Regions from separate parts of the Sus scrofa genome. Here region 2 is linked to region 1. Evidence: chromatin contacts called from public HiChIP or PLAC-seq data. All regions are on one chromosome and are shown on one strand. The core of a region is the stretch at or near the end of the contact, and the rest is flanking DNA. Distances in the headings are between cores, read along the strand shown. Region 1 holds the start of SMIM11A (small integral membrane protein 11A). Region 2 holds the start of LOC100622246 (carbonyl reductase [NADPH] 1).

Region 1 (7,148 bases), core at 2,781-5,280:
CAGAGCCTGGTGGAACAGAAGGCCTGGGTGAGGCAGAGACAGTACCAAGCTCTCCCCAGCTGCCCTTCCCCAGGGAGGGGAGCACAGCCCCTGAGAAGGTGGCAGCACTGCTCCTAAGGGGACACGTGCTCCCATTCCATTCATCTGTGACGTAAGAGCCCAGGTCCAAAATCTGTTCCTCCACCCACCTCCTGCCCTGAGCAAAAGCTGGCTTATGGAGGAGTGCCATTTTATTTCTCAGGTCTTCTGAGTATTAATTAAGCTACTCCTGGTTTTTGAAAATATCTGGAGGGAAAAGATGCAGGCACCCCAATGTTCACTGCAGCACTGTTTACAACAGCCAAGACACAGAAGCAACCTAAATGTCCGTCGACAGAGGAATGGATAAAGAACAGGTGGCGTATATATACACTGGAATATTACTCAGCCATAAAAAAGAATGAAATGCCATTTGCAGCAACATGGATGGACTCAGAAATTATCATACGAAGTGGACTAAGTCAGAGAGAGAAAGACAAATATCATAGGAGCCCAATAATATGCGGAATCTAATAAAGAATGAAAGAGGGGAACTCATTAACAAAATAGAATCAGACGCAAAGATTCTGAAACCAAACTTAGGGTCACCAAAGGGAAATGTAATGGGGAGGGAGAAAATGGGAAGTTGGGGTTGACACATACACACTACTACATATGGAATGGATGAGTGACAAGGACCTACTGTATACAGCACCGGGAGAGCTAGTCAATGCTCTGTAGTGGCCCTAAATGGCAAAAGAATTTGAAAAGGAATTGTTAGGTGTATATATATGACTGATTCACGTTGCTGCACCCCTGAAGCTAACACAACCTTGTAAATCAACTATCCTCCCAATAAAATTTAATTAGAAAATATCTAGGGAAGGGAATAAATGATAGGACAAAAAAATTGTCCTAAGAAAGCCATTCATATTAGATTTCCCCCTACAACATGAGGGAGACCCTAGGGGAAGGTGAGGCAGGAAGTGATGAGGCAGGGACATGGCCAGAGCGCAGGATTTGCTCCGAGGCCCAGTGTGTCACTATTTTTAGAATATGACACATGTCCCAAAAGTCAGGAGACTTGAGCTCTGCAGGAAGAACCCACCCACTCTGGTTAAGCAACATCCCTCCTGGGGCCTCAGTCCCGTCTGGTGTCAACTACATGGGCTCTAGAGCCCCTGCTTTTTCTGCAATTTGGCAACTTAAAGCATAATAATCCCAGCTTCACTTTATGGTGCCCGGCCGTGCCACAGCACACTACTGCATTAACGCAGCTCGTCTCCACGGCAGCCCCAAAGAGGGGTAGTTTACTGTGTATACTTTGGAGACGAGGAAACAAAATTTACATGACATGTTCAGAGTCACACAGAAGGACTGGGATTCCAACCCACCCGGTCTGGCTCCAGTGTCTACGGCAAAGAGCTCTGCAGTAAGAAAACATGGGGATGCTTCTCCTTAAATGCACTTACAGTTAGAACGACGAAAAACATCAGAAAAATTCAGAGTCCTTTAGAATGGAGAGAAACTTTAGGAGAGACATTTCTTTTTTTAAAAAAAATAAATAAACTTTCACTTACAAAAGCATTAAATATAAAAAAAAGTTCAGACCTCATCTGCTCAAGGTCATAGTATCCTGAAAACAAGCTGGCAGTTGGCACAAGACAGCCCAGTTCTCCCCATGACTTTTCCAAAGTCAGATAAGCTAACGACAGGAATTTACACCACAAATCTGTTTAAACGCGATGACCATGACCGAAGGTGCTCATTACCTTTGTGCATAAATGGCCCATTTGTCTAAGTAGCAGCAGACTCTGACTTGCACTGGGCAACTCGGTTCCTAACAGCTTATAACCTGTTGCTGGAATTTTCACTCTGAATAATGTCTAATAATCTCGGGAATTAGCCATGTTGTAAATGTAAAGGTTTAAGGTCATATGAACTTTATTTTTACAACTCCTGCTTTTATTGAGTTGTGTACAAATATAAGTAGACAAGCTTGGCTGTTTTCCACATGTTTTCTGAGACCAAAGGACATACCTAGAGAATTGAAATAGGTATGGTAGCCACAAGGTCAAGGACCCCAAGTAGGTCCAAAAAGCTTAGAGGAGGAAATCAAAAGATCACCCGTGGTGATCTGTTTACCAGTGATGTGACCTTGGACGAGTCACCTGGCCTCTCTAAGCCTCAGCTGCCCTGTCTGTCAATTCTCCTTCAGAGACTGCAAACACTAAGCAATGTGTTCAGCATATGGAAAGCACTAAACAAATACCAACGATAACTGTTATGATAAATATCTCTTTCCACTAATGGACATGTCAAGCTGATAAAAAGTGGTATCAGTCAAAATGCAGACAGCAGGATATGGTATAAAGAACCAGCACTGGATAACCAGGAGAACTGGCGATCTGGGCTCAATTCTTGGTGGCACCAATGGCAGGGCACGTGAGTGACCTGGCACAGGTCATTAGCCTCTTTAACCTAAAGTGTTATCTCAAAAATCAGAAGCCAAAGAACAGTGCTGAAACTCGGCAATGCCTAAGTCACCACCCTCTTTGATATCACAGAATCTAACTAAAAATATACTGGCAGCTCACTCAACTTCATATCTAGGGTGATAAAATTCAGTCTCTTTAGAAAAAAAAAAATTAGGGTCAATGTGCAAAGGAGTGGAAGACTTAGGCTGAGGGTGAAAGAGGAGAGGGCAAATCAGTCAAACTCATTCCCACTCACTGGCTCCAAATTACAACTCTTTCCCACCTCCCCTAAATTACATGCTCCAACTCAGCCATTTCTGTAGCACCCTGCAGGACTTCAGCAAATAAGAACAACTGAGAAAGCTAAAAATATCAACAGGCTATTTGCTCTGCTGCCATATGTACACCTGACCCAACACCAGAACCAGGAGGCAGCTGGTATCTGAGGGCTGAACTACAAACTGACAGCCACAATTTTGAGAGGCCTAAAATCTATGAAGCGCTGGAAGTTTTAAACTTCCCTTTTAACAATGGCTCAGAGTTTTATTTCCTCTCCTGCAAAAACGTCCTGAGTTCTCCTTTGCCAGATTTCTCCTAAAAAATAGAAAAGCTACTGGCTTATTTTCATTAAGCCAATTAAAGCACTATGGACAATGTATGGTCCACAATTTTCTTCTTGGCACACCTAACAAACCCCAAGGGTCGGTCTGTCTCTTGGAGTCTCATTCCAGCCACTAAGTATGTGTCCCTAGTTTGAACTTTCCGGAGCTGTTCTCATTCCCAGTCTCTACCCTTTTCACCCCAACCCTTCACCCAATCTTTTGAAAGAGCGGTAGGTGTGGGAAGGAAGGGGTTCAAGATGAACCTAGGATATCACCTGGTTGGCCTCTAAGGCCCAAGCCCGGATCAGCCCGGGGTTCCCAGGGCGAGGGGCTGGGCCTCAACTTCTCCGTAACCGTAACAGTAATCCGAGGGCCGGGCCAGGGTCCTCTCCATCCCCGACTCTTGGGGAGCAAGGCCTGTACCGCTCACACCCGAGAATGAGGGCCAAAGGCAAGCACTGCCCCCCACCCCGCCCCCTCCGCCCCGCCATTCTAACAGAACAGGGCGTCCAGAGCATTCGCTCGCCTCCTAATCTCTCCGGCCTGCGTGACAGCCTCAACACTCCACCCACCGCGCGGGATCCGCGGCGCCGGGGCAACCCAGCCAGACAGGGGCAATCCGCGGGCGGGGGGCGGGAGGTGGCAGCAGTCACCTTCGCCGTGCCCGGGGGCCCGGCGGTGAGCGTCTAGAGAGAAAGTGCGATCGCAGGGCCGGCCGCCAAACTCCCCAGCGCCCCCAAGAGCTGCCGGGCCTCAGCTCAGGATTCCGTGGCCCAGGACACCACCCACTTACAGCTCCGGGCCGCGGAGGAACCAGCCGGCACACACGACAGCTACAACGCCGCGGGAAAACTACACGTCCCGAAATGCACCGCTCCGCGCGCCTGCGCAGTGGGCCAGGACCGCATCGCTGCGAGCGCCGCCTTGATGCGTGCGCCGCCTTGATGCGTGCGCCGCTTCACGCGCAATCGCGCTTGGGGCTGGCGCGGCTTTCTGGGGGCTGCGACGTGGGTCACGGAACGGGATTGGCCGGGCGAGTGAGGGTGGGCCAGGCGCTTTCCTCCAGGCCCTTGGCACATTCTCCTTTTGAAGTTACTGGAGTTGGAGGACGGCGGATGGAGGGCGGGGCTTTGTGGGGGCGGGGCTTTGTGGGGGGCGGGGCTTTGTGGGCCCCTCCCCCTCAGCTGTCTCGCTTTCTTTGGGTGATCCTTGCTGTGTGTGGCCGAGGGCACGTGGGTCCCCAGAAGTTTCCAAATTTAGCCTTCATCGTCTCTGTCAAAAATGCGTGCATTTTCCTTTGGAATAGTGGTGGGGTGCCCATACTAGGTCCCCAGATTCATTCAACAAGAGCTTAGTAAACGGAAGCAGTTACAACGCACTCAGACCCTTCTGTAAGGGAGGGTACAAACTGGACACTGAAATTCAAGGGTAGCAAGAGGAAAGTTCACAGAGTCCTTAGTCCATGCTCAGCTCACCCTTCTGTGGTTTAGGAAACTAAAGCAAGAGGAGACGAAGTGGCCAGCGCAAGAAAACGTGCAAATTGGTGTGGCAGAACGGAGATTTGAACCAGACAGTCCAATTCCATATCCCATTGTGACATCTTGGTGGTGGTGAAAAACGAAATGTTTCCTGGAGAAAGTAACAGAAATAATGTTCTAAGCACTTTATTGTCTAATTGAAGTCTCCTGACAGGCCTGTGAAGGACATATTATGACTGTAATGAGGAAATGAAGACACAGATTAAGTCGTGGAGGGTTTTAAAGCCAGCAAGGGCCAGAGCTGGGACCTGACTCCGGATCTAGCCTCTATCAGGGCAGCCACTACCATGAGTTCCTTTTCTTTTTTGGGGGGTGGGGTGGGTGCGCACCCATGGCATATGGAGGTTCCCAGGAAAGCAGTCGAATCTGGAGCTACAGCTGCTGGCCTACACCACAGCAACAGCCACAGTGGACCTGAGCCATGTCTGTGACCTACACCACAGCTAGTAGCATTGCCAGATTCTTAACCCACTGAGCGAGGCCAGAGATCAAACCCACAACGTCATGGTTCCTAGTCGGGTTTGTTAACCACTGAGTCACAAAAGGAACTCTTTTTTTTTTTTTTTCCTTCTTTTTAGGGCTGCACCTGCAGCATATGGAAGTTCCCAGGCTAGGGGTTGAATCTCAGAGCTGCAGCTGTCAGCCTATGCCACAGCAATGCAGGATCCAAGCCAAAATGCTCGTCAAGATTGGGTATTTCTCCCATTCCCCGAAAGTAAACTTGGCTGATGAACATTTATTAAATGATGATAATGAAATGTACTTAATTAGGAAAACCTAGATCCCTCCTCCCCTTGATGTGTTTTCCTGTGTCACAGATAAAGCCAGGCACCGGTTCATGTGTTAGGGACAGACTTGATTCAGTCGCTATCACAGTAGGGAAGAGAATTCGGCATGAATTAAACTCAACTTTGATTGGTGCAGAGGTAACTGGGCATAAGAAGGAGAATGAGGAGGTTGGGGCCACAGGCACTCAGGCAGAGTTGGGGGAAGTGGAAATTTACAAAAAGTGGAAGGGAATAGTCAGCCTGATCTGGCTTTGTCGATGGACACTTCTCTGCAAGAGAAACAAACTCCTGTTTTTACGATTGGAGGCAGTGGTGCCAGTTAAAGCAAGGGTCTGTTGGGGAGAGTTACTGCCTTGAATGTGTTATTTTCAAAGAGACAAGACAGTCCTGGGTGGTCAAAGATTTACACTTCAGGAGTTCTCTTGTGTTGCAGTGGGTTAAGGGTGCCGCTTTGTCACTGCAGTGGCTTGGGTCACTGCTATGGCGAGGGTTAAATCCCTGGCCTGGGAATTCACATGCCATGAATATGGAAACAAAAAACACCAAAAAGCTAAAAAAAAAAAAAAAAGAAAGGTTTACGCCTCCAGTGGGGAGACGAAGGATTTATACTTGTAAAATTTCTAAAGTAACTGCTCTAGGAAGGGTTCGGGGCTGATTTGCTTATCTCCAGGTTTGGGCTGGAACAAACAGTAAATTCTCGCGGCAGTTTGTTGAGTTTTCTTAGGCAGGTACTTTAAAGGGGGCTGGGGTCCTCTTAAGGAGGCAGCCTAGAGCTATTAGAAACTGTGGGAGTGTTTGTTCAAGTCTCTTAGTGTGGGGAGGTGGAGGATACATTTTGTGTCAAGTGTCTACAGATGTTTATAGGTCAAGGTTGAGATCAAGTCACAAAGGGGATTCAGAGAAGCCTGAACCAGAATTTGGTCAAGGAGATAGTCTTTGTCAGTTAGTAGAAACCTTGGATTCCTGTCTGGATTCAGAACCAAGGCTAGGATTTTGTATCTTGGGTTGCTGCTCTGGGCACACTTGTTCAGATGTTCTGTGTGCTACAGCATTGCCGGGTTTCTGATCTAAGGAGGGAAGCCATGCTTTCCGTATCTGCTCTTAGAATATGAATGGCTTTTCCTAACACTGTTTTAATGCTTCTGTTGGCATACTTACATGTTTATTATTAGGAAACAGACCTCTCTATCTCACTCAAAAGAGACAAACCTTGTAATCCATGTAAGACATCGAAGAACGACTCCTTTTTTGTTTTTTGTTTGCTTGCTTCTTGTCTTTTTAGGGCCACACGGGTGGCATATGGATGTTCCCAGGCTAGGGTTGAATCAGAGCTGTAGCTGCCAGCCTATGCTACCGCCACAGCAACACCAGATCTGAGAAGCGTCTGCAACCTACACCACACGCTGGAACCTTAACCCACGGAGAGAGGTCAGGGATGGAATTCGCATCCTCATGGATACTCGTGGGGTTTGTTACCATTGAGCCACAACAGGAACTCCCAAGACTCCTTTTTGAGTTTTGTCTTAGTGCCCTGAGCCCTGAGGCTCTGCTCACAATTGCTCTGCCTTGGCTGAGTAGATGGGAAATAAGGAAGGAGAAGAGTGTAAGCAAAGAGGAATGAAGCTGCACAAAGCTGCACAAAGCGCCAGCCCGTGCATCTGTCTTACCATTGACTTTCTCTTCCCAGTCCTTCTGCCCTGGCTCTAGCTCTGCCCACTTTATGTT
Region 2 (7,064 bases), core at 739-3,238, 1.6 Mb before region 1:
GGTCAGTATTACAGTAGTTTAACCCAAAGGAATAGGAGAGTGTTTGATCAGCAACATTAAGCACTTTGAAGGGCAGTTAAAATGGTCTTGGAGTTTGGCAGCTCAGATTACAGATCCCTATGAGCCATGCTAAGGGCTTGGACTTTGCTCCTGAAGGATTTTAGGGAGAGGAGTGAGCCTGCTGAGGGCAGAGAATGAAAGGAAAGGACTCAAAATGAGGGGAGGGGTCTCTGAGGAGGATTTACAATTGTCTACAAATGACACTGAAGACCTGCTGTAGAGCTGGAACGGAGGAGAAGGCCTGGGGCGAAACTTAGTAGGATAACTCTTAGGACCTGGTAAATGGTAATGAGTGGGAAGACATGGTGACCTCCAGCATCTCCAGGTGGGTGGAGGATGGGATCACTGACCAAGATGATTTGGGGAAAGGATGAGTCCTTGGACATAAGATGGAGAGGCTGGAAAACAAAATGTGTGCTTGGAGCTCTGGGAACGTTCCCATGCAGGTGACAGACTTTGGGGGCGAGGGCACTAATGAACTGAGGGCAGCACAGGTTCCACTAGTCTGATCAGGTCACCGTGAGAGGAAGAGGTGGAGGAGAAGGTCTTAGGTGAAATCCTAAGGGACGTCCGGCTGTGATGGGCACTGAGCAAGTTAAGGGCCTCTTGGAGGAGACCTCTGAGCTAAAATGGAAAAGAGAGGAAAGAGCCAGATATGCAAAGAGAAGCCAGACAGAGAGCACCCCTGACCTGGACAGTAAGGTCTCAGGGCACCTGGCTGGGTGGAGACACATCCTGGAGGCCAGTGGCAGGCAGGGCTCAGGTCCTACTAGAAACACTACAGCTTGGGCTCCAGTCAGACTCACCTTGGGGTTTTATCAGAGGCAGGAGCTCTGTGCATACATTTCGGGTTCCCAAGAAGTTTGTTTTCATAGTTACTTCTGCTTGAATATGAAACGGTGTGGGATCAACAGCTTTCAGGAGAAAAGGAGAGTGACTATCAGCCATGTCATAACATTCCATAGGAAGATATTAAAAAATGGTGCGTAAGAAATCTGCGAAGTTTTGGAAAAGTGCATCTAGTTAATAGCATTGCGCCCATGTGAATTTCTGGGATAATGCTGGGCAGTTTTGTAAGGTCACACCATTGGGGGGAGGCTGCACAAAAGGTGCACCGGGAGGGATCTCGGTGTAGCAGTTTTTGCAATTTCCTTATTTCAAAATAAGTTAAAAATTCACTCATCTGCACTCAGGTCCAGTCAGGAAGAAGTTGTGGAACAACCTAGAAAAGTTCCCCTGGAACCAGCCAAAGACACAGTTCCCTCTGGCTAGAAAGCACTCAATTCCCAGCGGCCTCTGCTAGCTGTACCCTTTCCCACTTTTCATTTGCTTCCCTATTCCCATTCCGGACCCCACAGCTGCGATTCCTCAACAGTTCCAAACCATCCTGCGCGACCGCCTTGCCTGCGAGCACCTACCCCCTTACTTTTGAAAGCGATGCCCGCGTTATTGACCAGCACGTTGAGTCCCCCATACTCCTTGAGCAGGAAGTCGCGCAGGGCCTGGATGCTCCGAAGGTCGTCGATATCCAGCTGGTGGAAGCGCGGGCTCAGACCCTCAGCCTGCAGCTGCTGCACCGCCGCCTGGCCTCTCGCCACGTCCCGCGCCGTAAGCATCACATCCCCCGAGAACTGCTGGCACAGATCACGCACGATGGCGAGGCCGATGCCCTTGTTGCCGCCGGTCACCACCGCCACGCGAATGTTGGACGACATGGTCGGGAGCGGGGCAGCGGTGCCTCTGCACGGACAGCGGATGGGTCTGGTTTCTCCCAAACGCGAGGCCGAAGGTCTGCGCAATGCTGGCAGCCGATGCGACGCAGAATGGGTTGGGTGCCCACTAGCAGCACTCTCGCCGCGAGCCTCCGGGCTGAGTGCAAAGGCGCGGGCCCCACCTGCTGAGGGCCTGGCTCCAGGATGCCGCTCTAGGGCTGAAGGGAAAGTAGAGAAGGGGCGCTGGGGTTGGTTTGGAGAGCTGTCAGCTGAAGAGCCGTTGCCCAGCGACCGCGTGCCTGACAGCAGAGAATCATTCCGATTGGCTGTTGTTGAATACGTTTAAACTGAGCCCTTATCTTCTGTTTTGCCAGCTTTTCTTTGTATTCACCCACTGCTAGCCTCTTCACAGTTGCACTTAAAGAAATGGGTCGATTTCACAGACTTTTTTTTTTTTTCTTTACAGCGTTTAAAAGGATATTGCTCAAACTCTTTGGAACCTAGAGTTGTGGAATAAACTGGAAGAACATGATGGGGATCAAATGTGTGTTGATATCTTCCCAAAGAATGGGAAAGCAAAGCTATTGGTTTATCCTTGGCTGGTTATCACCTGTTAGTGGGTGGAGGTAGATGATGGGCCCCTGGGCAGAGAACAGCTAGGACTTCTTTCCTTTTGACACTTCAAGGAAAAAGTTAATGGCAGGAACCGAGCTCTGCAGGAGTGGGAAGATCCGAGGACCATTTCAATCACTCCTGGGGTGAGGGAGACCTCCCTGATTACATGTGAGCAGTAAGACTCCTGAGGTCGAAAAGGGAGGGGGCGCCAGGCCATAATAAGTCCTTACTGAACACCCTTTGCTCTGGAATCCATCTTGGCCAAAAGATGCACAGGCATATGGGGGAAGGTCCTGTGTTCAGTCAGGTGTGAAAAATAAAACAAGATAATTGGCTATACAATGATCATCACAGCTCAGTTTTACAGCATGTTCATGTCAAACCCCAGCTATAAAAATATAGTAAATTTCATTGAGTTAAAGAAAAAGATAATGGGTTAAAGGTAAACAAAGAACTGTGCTGTATAAGTGATCTAAATCACCTCTCTGCTGCTCTTCTCACTTGGGGACACCTGCACCCACACCTCTCCTTAGGGTGTGTACTACTTCTTTGCTTCTAACTTAAATTACTCCTCCATTTGCTCTCCCACATGTTGTACTGTGACTCTGACAACAAATTTTACACCTGTTTTCATAGTATTTGCCGCCTTGAAACATTCTTACTTTCAACAGGCGGCAAGGATCAGGACAATTCTCTCTGGAATCTTTATCCACTGGTTTCAGTGTTCATGTGATTGCATAGTTATCTGGACAGATTTTATAGGAAATAGTTAATAAAAGTCAAAAGTGAAGTTAGATAGGAATTCCCTGGTGGCCTAGCTGGTAAGTGTTTGGCATTGTCATTGCTCTGGTACAGGTTTGATCCCTGGACTGGGAACTTCTGAATGCTGCAGGCATGGCCAAAATTTTTTTTTTTTTTTTTTTTTTTTTGTCTTTTTGCTATTTCTTTGGGCTGCTCCCACAGCATATGGAGATTCCCAGGCTAGGGGTCGAATCAGAGCTTTAGCCACCAGCCTACGCCAGAACCACAGCAACCTGCGATCCGAGCCGCATCTGTGACCCACACCACAGCTCACGGCAATGCCGGATCCTTAACCCACTGAGCAAGGCCAGGGATTGAACCCGCAACCTCATGGTTCCTAGTTGGATTCGTTAACCACTGCACCATGACGGGAACTCCAATTTTTTTTTTTTAATTGAAAAATAAAGCACCATTAGATCACACACACACACACACACACACACACACACACACACACACACATCCTCTCACATGAATCAGGGCAATTCTACTTTTAGCTTCTAGCTAATCTAGTGGCTAGGATTCCTAGTTTTCAACCAGGCTCCCCAAGTTTCAATTTCTGAACAGAGAATGAAGATTTCACTCTGAGCCATCATTCACTGCTGTCTCTCCGAGATCAGAGAGTGTTTACTAAATCATCAAGGGGTTATCTCCCTGGACACTTGCAGGGTTGCCAGGCAAGCTGTATGTGGCTCCTGGGTACAAAGGGGATTTGCAGCCCTTTGTTACACCGACAGTAACTCATCAAGATGCATCTTATCACCCCTTTAAAGTGAGGAAAAGGATCCCCAGAAAGTACATAAATTAACTTTAAGGTTGGAAATTAATTTTCTTCCTTACTATGTATATATATACCACTGAGGAATTCAGGGGAGTGTACAATAATATTCATTTGTGTACTGTACTCTTGCTGAATGAAAAAACAAAAAGCACAACCTAAAAGTTGAGAATTACATTTTATTCAGCAGACTTACTAAAGACTTAAGCCTGGATGCAGCCTCTCTGATATCTCTGAGGGACTGTTCTGAATAAGTAAGGGAAGAGCCAGGATATATAGAAGTTTTTGCAAAACAAAACAAACAAAACAACAACAACAACAAAACCAATAAAGCCAGGTAGTTGGAACATCAAAAGATTACAGCTAATTAAAGAAAACCAGACATCTCAATGTATTGAATTTAGCACTTTTCCATGTATGCGAAGATGCAAGAGCCTGTGTTTATTGAAATTATTCCTTTGGTCTGCACCTTTACTTAGGGCCAGTATCCTGTTTTTCTCCATCCTGAATCCCCTCAGGGTATACCACTGGCATCAACTGCAGTGGCTGATGGTTTGATGGTCTGTTAACATCTTTCCTTTGCAGAACCAGTTGGCAACATTCTTTGTCCACAATCTTATTGTAGCCACAAGCTACCAGTGACCATTTAAATGTAAATTTAATCAAAATAATACAATGAAAATCAGTTCTTTAATTGGATTAGCTACATTTCAAGTGCTGTATAGGCATATTTGTTAGTGACTGATGTACTGGACAGTGCAAATATTTCTTTCCATCAAAGCATAAAGTTATCCCGAACAGCAATGCTTTAGATAGTTTCCAATTATGTAGCAATTTCAAGGTAGTTTTCCAATCAGTTGCAAAAAATGAAACGAATAGTCAGGGAAATACCTTTGCATTTTTTGACATGGACGGGCCCACAGCATACACAGTTCCTGGGCCAGGGATCAAATCTGTGCCACAGCAGCAACCTGAGTCACTGAAGTGCCTGTCCTTAACCCACTGAGCCTTCAGGGAAGTGTTACTTTTGCTTTTTTTTGACTTAAAATTTTATTGAGGCTCCAGAATAGACATTGGCAACTAGCCTCTTATTTACACTTCCTGAGGCAGTAGATAAATCGGCTTCAGGGCGAACATTTACAACCAGCCACATCTATCTATACTATAAGATAGACATTAACAACAGGCACAAGGCAAATAACTGGTACTGGTCTTCTGCAAATGGTTAAACAATGGTAATGACAGGATCGAAAGAGGGGCTGAGCCCTGCCTGGGCAGAAGAACAAAGACGTCACATAGTCCCCGTCTTCAGGGTCAAGGAGCCCCAACTGCACGTGTGCAGAGAGACCCTTCTGGGTCAGAAAGGGAGGGGGTGCCTGGCCATAATAAGTCTGGATAACCTTCCCGCCATGCTCTGCTTCAGAATCCATCTTGGCCAAAAGATGGGCACACAGATCAGGGGAGGGCCCTTGGTCTGGTCAGGTATGAAAGACAAACAAGGTAACTGGCCAAAGGAAGACAAGCCCCGGGAAGAACTACCCTATGTAAGTGGTGTAAGTCACCTCTCTGGCTTGCTCCTCATTCAGGGGATGCCGCACCCTCACTCCTTTGGGTGTGTATCACTGCTTTACTCTGCCTTCGATAAATAGACTAATTCTCTGTATTTCTATGCTCTCCCACATGTTGTACTGTGTTTCGAACAATAAACTTTATACCTATTTTTACACTCTTTACTTACTTGAAATATTCTTGCTTTCAACAGCAGGCAAGAATCAGGGGAATTCTGCTTTCAGCTGATAGCTGGTCTAATGGCTAGGGTTCCTGGTTTTTATATCCAGGCTGCCCAGGTTCAAATCCTGAGCAGAGAATTTGAGATCTCGCTTCCAGCCATCACTTACGGCTGTCGCTCTGAAATGATGATCATAGATTCACATGTACTAGTGAAAAATTATACTTTACCCAGTTCTCCTCAATGGTGATATTTTGCAGCTATAATACAATGTCACAATCAGGATATTGATATCAAAGCAATCCACCAAACATATTGAGATTTTCTCAGTTTTACTTATTTGTGTGTGTGTGTTCACACCTATAGAATTTTATCTCATGTGGAGATTTATGCATTAAAAAGATATAACAGTTCCATTAGCACAATGATCCTTCTCGCTATTCATTCATAATCAAACATACTTCTCTCTTGCCCTCCACCCCCAAACCAATCCCCTGACAATCACCCATCTGTTCTCCATTTCTAAAAGTTTATTGTTTCAAAAATGTTCCATAGTTGTTGTGGTACGGTATATAAACTTAGGGGATTTTTTTTTTTCCACTCAGGATAATTAGGTGCATTGTTTTGGATTTTCCCCTTTATGCAAGTGTATGGGTGTTCTCTGTCACTTTTCATACCACTAGCTACTTTTTTCCATAGCTGGGGTGAACCAGTGTCAAAAGAAAGAGGATGCATTAAACTAATTAAGAGAGCCACTCAGGGAGAGCCCGTGGTGTGCAGGGAACTTGGGGCAGGGAGAGATCTGCTGTGTCAAAAGGCAAATTCTAAAGGGGCCATGAATCATGATTTCAGCCTGATTTGCTTATAATTTTAGCACCCGTACCAACACAAGAATTGACAGGTCCATGGGGCAGGATGCTTCAGAAAACATAGTACATAAAATATAATGTAAAAAGAATTAAGCATATGATTGTTGACTTAAAAAAAAAAAAGCACAATGTGAGAATCATGAAATAGCCTTTCAGTAAGCTCTGATGATACAGCCTTTCAGTGAGCTCCGGAGAGGTAAAGAGGAAGTCAATGTATCTGTGATTTGGGTGAAGGAGCATAGATGCACTCAAGCACACATTTTGGCAGAAGTTTGCTGCCAGTCATGAGGAGCAGATATTTCCATTAACGATTTTGTGCTTTTCTAGCTATGAGAAGACACAAGAAATTAGGCTTTTAAGTTCTTCTCCTGAAAATATCTAAATATCTGCAGGTGTGTTCTGACAGGTTTTCACAGAGCACAGAGTGCCTCATTTCTAATCTCTGCTTTCAAAGTGTGTTGAAGGTCAGTGATGACAGAGGCTAGTGACTTTTTTTTTTT

What was found. HiChIP or PLAC-seq counts read pairs in DNA pulled down with a chosen protein or histone mark.
Region 2: an H3K27ac HiChIP or PLAC-seq map of skeletal muscle shows a contact between it and region 1, with 3 times the contacts expected there. The contact joins the promoter of LOC100622246 here to the promoter of SMIM11A in region 1. A contact is called at or near these places in 2 of 2 datasets of contacts at active chromatin or transcription factors (alveolar macrophages and skeletal muscle).

The regions. Positions count from the first base shown.
Region 1 is chr13:197,982,150-197,989,297 of Sscrofa11.1, reverse strand. It overlaps SMIM11A (small integral membrane protein 11A), which reads right to left and starts at 4,030. Exons shown (of 4, transcript XM_003132758.4): 1 at 3,891-4,030.
Region 2 is chr13:199,595,692-199,602,755 of Sscrofa11.1, reverse strand. It overlaps LOC100622246 (carbonyl reductase [NADPH] 1), which reads right to left and starts at 1,988. Exons shown (of 3, transcript NM_001315746.1): 1 at 1,487-1,988; 2 at 867-974. The coding sequence starts at 1,775.